Linked DNA regions of Pan troglodytes: region 2 is linked to region 1. A link is a contact called in public HiChIP or PLAC-seq data. All regions are on one chromosome and are shown on one strand. The core of a region is the stretch at or near the end of the contact, and the rest is flanking DNA. Distances in the headings are between cores, read along the strand shown. Region 1 holds the start of MAPKAPK2 (MAPK activated protein kinase 2). Region 2 holds the start of RASSF5 (Ras association domain family member 5).

What was found. HiChIP or PLAC-seq counts read pairs in DNA pulled down with a chosen protein or histone mark.
Region 2: a contact with region 1 is called in an H3K4me3 HiChIP or PLAC-seq map of stem cell-derived excitatory neurons, with 2.4 times the contacts expected there. The contact joins the promoter of RASSF5 here to the promoter of MAPKAPK2 in region 1. A contact is called at or near these places in 1 of 1 datasets of contacts at active chromatin or transcription factors (stem cell-derived excitatory neurons) and 1 of 1 other capture datasets (stem cell-derived neural stem cells).

Annotation. Positions count from the first base shown.
Region 1 is chr1:42,400,944-42,403,915 of NHGRI_mPanTro3-v2.0_pri, forward strand. It overlaps MAPKAPK2 (MAPK activated protein kinase 2), which reads right to left and starts at 1,443. Exons shown (of 10, transcript XM_001164988.8): 1 at 840-1,443. The coding sequence starts at 1,118.
Region 2 is chr1:42,580,258-42,583,326 of NHGRI_mPanTro3-v2.0_pri, forward strand. RASSF5 (Ras association domain family member 5) reads right to left here and starts at 1,710. Exons shown (of 6, transcript XM_016937460.4): 1 at 1,174-1,710. The coding sequence starts at 1,630.

The sequences.
Region 1 (2,972 bases), core at 193-2,692:
GAAAGAAAAGGGATGGGCTCCCCCGGCTCAAGGATAATGTTTCCTCAGACTGCCCATCACGGCGCGAGTCCAGGACAGCAAGTGGCCCTCTCTAGGAGGCGGAATCAGCACGGGCCCGGCCGCGGGTTACAGACTCTGTTCACAATGATCAGCCGGGCCGCAGACACCGCCGGCCTCTCCCCGCAGCCGCCCCGCGCGGGCGTGGGAGGGGGCCAGCTCCGGGATCCAAACAATCCCGCCCCCGCAGCCGGGGGACACCCAGGACCCTCCCGCCGCACACCTCCTGCCCGGCGCGCCCCAAGGCGGCACGGCTGCCCTCGCGAGGCTCGGGGAAGTGAAATCACACATTCCGGCTCCCAAATAAGGAGCGAGGCTAAATAAACCTCTGCGATCCGACTTCTCCAAACCAACCGACCAACCGGCTCAATGAGTAATGGGCCTTTTGTGCCCGCAGAGAGAGAAAAAGGAGGGAGGAGAGGACGGGGAACCACCACCCCCAAAATCACTTCCTTGAGATGGAGTGAAATTAGCAGAAGTCCCGAAGCCAACCGTTCTGACTCGGCTGGATCCCGCTCAAACCCCAAAATGGCAGGGTCCCCTGAGTCCCCGGGAGCGGGTCCCAGGGCTCCCGCCCGGGAGCGGCCGGAAGCGGTCAGGGAGGCGAGGGCGCTGGGACCCGCCGCCCGCGCCGCACTCGGCACCCCCGGCCCGGCCGCCCCGCCCCGCCGCGGCCACCCCTCCGCCCCGCGCCGCGACCCAGGCCGGGGCGGGCACCCGACGCCGTGGAGCTCCAGGGCCCGGGACCGGCCCCGCCTCCCCTCCCCGGGCCCCAGACCTACTTTGAGGGCGAATTTCTCCTGGGTCCTCTTGTTGAAGATCTGCAAAACTTTGCCGTTGATGCCCAGCCCCAGGACCTGGCTGGTGACCTTGTAGTCATCGATGATGGCGTTCTTCTTGATCTGCAGGCCGGACTTGACGTGGAACTGCGGGAACTGCTGCGGGGGCGGCGGCGGCGGCTGCGCCGGGGGGTGCGGCAGGGCAGGGGCGGGGGGCTGCGGCGGCGGGGCCGGGGCGGGGAACGGCACCGGCGGGCTCTGGCCCTGGGAGTTGGACAGCATGGTGCCCGGGGACGCGGGGGCACAGGCGGGGGTGCCCGCGGCCGCCCCCTCCTCCGGCTCCGGGCCCCCTCCCCGCCGCCCCCCGACCGGCTGCGAAGTTCGCTCCGGGCTGGAGCCGGCTTCCCCGACCCGGCCCGGCTCCAGGCTCGGCGGGTCGCGGGGCTCCGTGGGTCCCGCCGCGCGCCGCTGGCGCCCACCGGCCCGGCGCCCTCCCTCCCTCCCCCCGGGGGCCTGGCGCTCTGGGGACCGTGGGGCGGCGGGGGCCCGGCCGGGGGGAAGCGGCCGCGCGACAATGTACCCAGCCCCGGGCCGGCGGCCGCGTCACAGCCTCGTCTGCGTCCGGGGCCGGTCCTTAAAGGGGAGGGGCGGGGGGCGGGGCCTGGGGAGGCGTGGCGTGGGGGGAGGGGCGGGCCTTAAAGGGGAGGACGCGCGGTGCCGGGAGCTGGGAGGATCGCGGAGTAGGCTAGGGGCTGCTGCCTCGGGGACAGTGAGAGGGGACAGGGAGAGGGGACGAAGAAATGCTAGTTCTTAACCAAGGCTATGCAAAGGGAGAGGGGAGGCGTGTCAAAGGAGCTGCATAATTCAGATGGAAAATCCACTCCTCTCCAATTGTCTGGGCTTCTTAGCGGCAGCGAATTGGGAGAGGGGTGTATTTCCAAGGAGAGGGATGGCTCGTAGGTATCCCGCTAGATGAGACCTCGGGGGGGTGGGGGGGAGCTGGAATCACAGGGGTCATTCATCCCAGGAAAAGGTGTGAGCCAAAGGCGGGCGTATTAAATATTTCCCTAACTTCAACATTTTCCTCTGAGGTTTTTTGCATCTCTTTTCTCATTAATTTATTGTTTTTCAGTAAAGACGTATTATTGTGTAACCAGGAGCACTTTAGTAATTATACCTTTGAACATGTTTTCATGTAAATAAACTAAAAAGGATACAGGGTGGGAAGAGGATGGGTTGAGATTGGGGCCACCTGAATTCCCGCCATCCTTTGCCACGGATTGGCTGTGTGAGGCTGAGCAAGCCTTGCACCTCTCTCTCCGTGGGAAGAACAGCGAGACCTTTTCAAAGGTTGTGGGCAGAGTCAAAGGAGATAATGAAACTGAAGGGGAGGCCCTGGGGAATGGCTTCTGATTTCCGATGTGGAAAAATTAATCCGTAAGAAGTGGGTTAGCCCCGTGTATCTCAGGAAAAGCCCAGGGATCTAGCTGGACCCTGCATAGAAGCTGCCAGGAGGCCTCCACACACATTCTGATGGGGTTCGAGATGACCAAGTACATCCCTGCCGACCTCTCCCACCTCTGACTGGCAGAACATTTGAGAAATGGCAAGCGACCCAGACAGGTGAACACAAAACCTCAGCTTAAGTCTTGGTAAGGCCAGTTAGAGAATGAGGCTTGACCTATGGCCACACATGCCCCCTAATAGGTCCCCCAAAACTCCAGAGAGAAGACAACACCCCCAGAAGTGGCCACTGGGGATAGAACTTAGGTAGGTAAGGGACAAGTGCAAATGTCTCTTCCCTCATTCACCTTTCCCAGAAGATGCTTGTGGAGGCAGGAATGAGGGGGAGGAGTGAGGGGTGGGAGTTACCCTCCCAACGCTGTCCTTTCCTGGGGCAGGCAGGGCTCTGTGGACCAAGGAGAGACATGGTTCCCCCGACACAAACATATGCTCTTCTCAAGCAGCATCTGCTTAGCTCCATGTACAAGGTGCCGTGCTCAGCCCTGCAGCGGTGGATGGTGTTATCTGGTGGGGAAGAAGACAGATAACAGTGGCACAGAGAGGATGGCAGACACCTTCCTAGGAGCCCGAAGCACAGGGATTCTCTTCTGTCTACAGCAGCCAGCAGCTTCC
Region 2 (3,069 bases), core at 460-2,959, 180 kb after region 1:
TGTGGAAATCGCTGCTGCTGTCCAACGCTGCAGTTGGATGGGAGACGTGAGGCTGCTGCCATGGGGGAAGGGCCTTTGCTGAAAGATGCAAACCACAATCCATTTCCAGAGATGCTTGTTAGAGGCTGTGCCATTGTCTGTGCTTTGGGCTTCAGATATTTGAAATATCCATGTAAACACATGAACACATGGCTGTGGATAGCCTCTGCTAAACACGCAAGAGCAAATGCCGGGGTGGGGGTGGAGGGTGGACACCTATTAAAGGCATACACACCCCTAACTGTAGGAGGAGAAAAATAATAAACCCCCAAGGAGACTGAAGATTGGCTCAGAAAATCTATACACTGGGGGCCCAGTGTTTTCTGGCTTTGAGAAGCGCCTGGCTCAGGAGGTGACTGGAGGGGCCTGAGGGCTGTGGAGAGGAAGGGACCCTGTCAGGAGCTGAGTAATGTTAGAGCATGACGACTAGGGCAGGAACCCAGGAGGAGGAAGGGGAGGAGGCAGGGCACAGCCAAACATTGGAGCAGAGTCCAAAGGTTTGAGGGGCCAGAGGTGAAAGGCAGGAGGGGGCACGGGTTCAGGGTGACTTCAGGCTCTCTTCAGCCTCACAGCCTGCCTTTATCCAAAGTCTAACAAGGTCTCCTCCCTGTCCCAATACGTCCCCCTGGAGGAGAGGTCTGAGCCTGTACCATGGGCGGACAAACAAGCGTTTTGTCAGTAACCCTAATAAGCAAGGGTCAAACGGTCATCTCAACAGCAGTCTCACAACCCACTCCCAAGAACTCACAACAAAAGCATGAGGGTGCACAGGGAGATGACAGAATGACCTTGCCGCCGAGGCCATCACCCACCCACCCCCCACAACCTGTGTGTGAGTGTGTGTGTGTGTGTGTGTGTGTGTGTGTGTGTGGAGGGCCAAGGCACGCACCTGTCAGGAGACAGGTATCTGTTAACTACCGCATAACCATACCTAGGTAGTGGGCAGGCACTAAAGGATACCGGGCAGGGAACTAAGGAGCGGACCGTCCCCAGGGGTTGTTATCTCCTTATGTTCGGGGCTCCCCTGGAGCCAAAGAGTGTAATGGCCCCTCTCTCCCTGCCCCAGGGCCCTCCCAGTCCTTCGCCCCCAGACTGCGGTCTCCCCGCACGCCCCTCCCCTGCCTTCACACTTACTAGTGCAGCGCAGCGCCTGCCGCAGCACCTCTCGTCCGCACAGGTCACACCAGCCGGGGCCGCCCGGCAGCACCAACTCGGCGAAGCAGTGCCCCTCGCCTCGCTCCGCCGGGACTCTGGGATCCTGCGGCTGCTCGAAGATGCTCCGCACGTCGCGGGGTCGGGGCGCTCCAGGCCGCCGCCGCAGTCTCTGCTGCAGACCAGGCCGGAGCGGGCGAGCGGGTCGGGAGGCCCGGGGCGGGGGCTCCAGGTTCCCCCGGGCAGCCCTCCGGGCGCTGCGCCCCTCGCGCGCCCCGGGCGCAGTGGAGAGGGGCGCCGGGACACAGAGGCGCGAGGACCGGTCGCGGGGTGGCGGCGGTGGCTCGGGGCCGCTCAGGCTCTGTAGATAGCGCGGCGGCTCGGGGTCCAAGAGTAGCGGGTACGGGCGCTGCCCGATGGCCGGGGACGCCATGGCCATGCCCGGCTAGTGGCGGCAGCTTTGGCAGCGGCGGCTTTGGCGACTGCGCTACTCCCGAGCCAGCCCCGAGAGAAGGGGCCGCCCCACACCAGCGCGCCTTTAAAGGAACCGCAGCCTGCTGGGCGGGGCGGGGGCGGGGAGAGTCGGAGTGGCAGGAAGGACGACCCAAGAGAACCGCCGACGGACCGAAGGGGGTAGGGTCCGTGCCAGGCGACGTCTGCGCGAGTGTGGATTTGCGGGCGTCTTCACCTGGAGCAGCTGCAGGATTCCGCAGAGGAGCGCCTCTGTACAGTACAGCTCAGAGGGCGCATTTCTGCTGGGGGCCCTAGGCCTTCAGCCCTGCCTCTTTCCCTTGCCAATCACTTTCCCCAACACCAGGTTCACCCCCGACCCGCACCCTCACGCGCCCCGGGAGGGAGCAGGTCGGAGGGAAAAGCTTGGGAACTGGCTCGATGGGGTCTGAGTAGGGCCCCTCCGTCTAGGCGTCCGCTCGCCACTCTCCCGCTGATGGTGCCGACAGGAGGGCCGTGCTCCTTGGCCCTTCCTCTCTCCGGCTTGTCGCCGCCCGCCGCCCCCTCTAGAGCGGAGCTCGACGCGGGTTGGGAATGCCCCGCGCGCGCTCCCGCAGCCGCGCCTTGTCCCGTGGGTGACCGCCGGATGCCTCCAAGGGCTGGCAGAGCTGTCCGCGTGCGACTTTCGCTCTGGTTGGATTTCCCCTTCCTTCGCAGCCCTGACGGGTAGGGTATTCCTCTTTCCTGGAAGACTGGTAGGGGGTGGTGGGGAGTTGGGGGGGGCTCCATTGAGAGAACGCTCCCTCGCCCCAAGGGTTGGGGGAGCTTTTCTTCCTTAGCCAGCCCTCCGTTCCCCAGAGCTGCTCTAGTAATTACTGTGGAGATACCAGTTCCCCTAAATGTCCTAAGTGGAACCTGGTATGGATGGTTCACTCATGGGACCCAAAGAGAGATCTCCTTTCTCCCGGCACTTTCCCCCGTGAAGGCTTGCTTCAAGCCTTCATGGACCCTTGTCTGGTTTAACGCTCTGCGGTCACCATCTTGAAAGTCTTACTTTTTGAACAAAGGGCCGGGCGTTTTCTTTTTGCACTGGTTCCCACAAATTATGTAGTTGTTCCTGACAGGCACCTTTGCCCATGGAAACAGGCCCATCTCATGGATAAGGAGGACTCCTGGATCTCTGAACCTGGGCCTGGGCCCGGGCCCTCTCTAGCCCCAGTATTGTTAACTGTACATTGGGCTGGAGGTGGGGAGACAGGTGGTTGTTAACGTGGCACTCTCCAGCTCCGTCATTATGACTCAGTGATCACAGCTTTCCTCTTAAAACACAGGTTCGGTTTGGTCCGTCTAGCGGTGGTCATTTTTTAGAAGAATAGTCTAAATTCTTCTGGACCTGGTCTCTCCTTTCTCTTCCCAGGCCAGAGATGG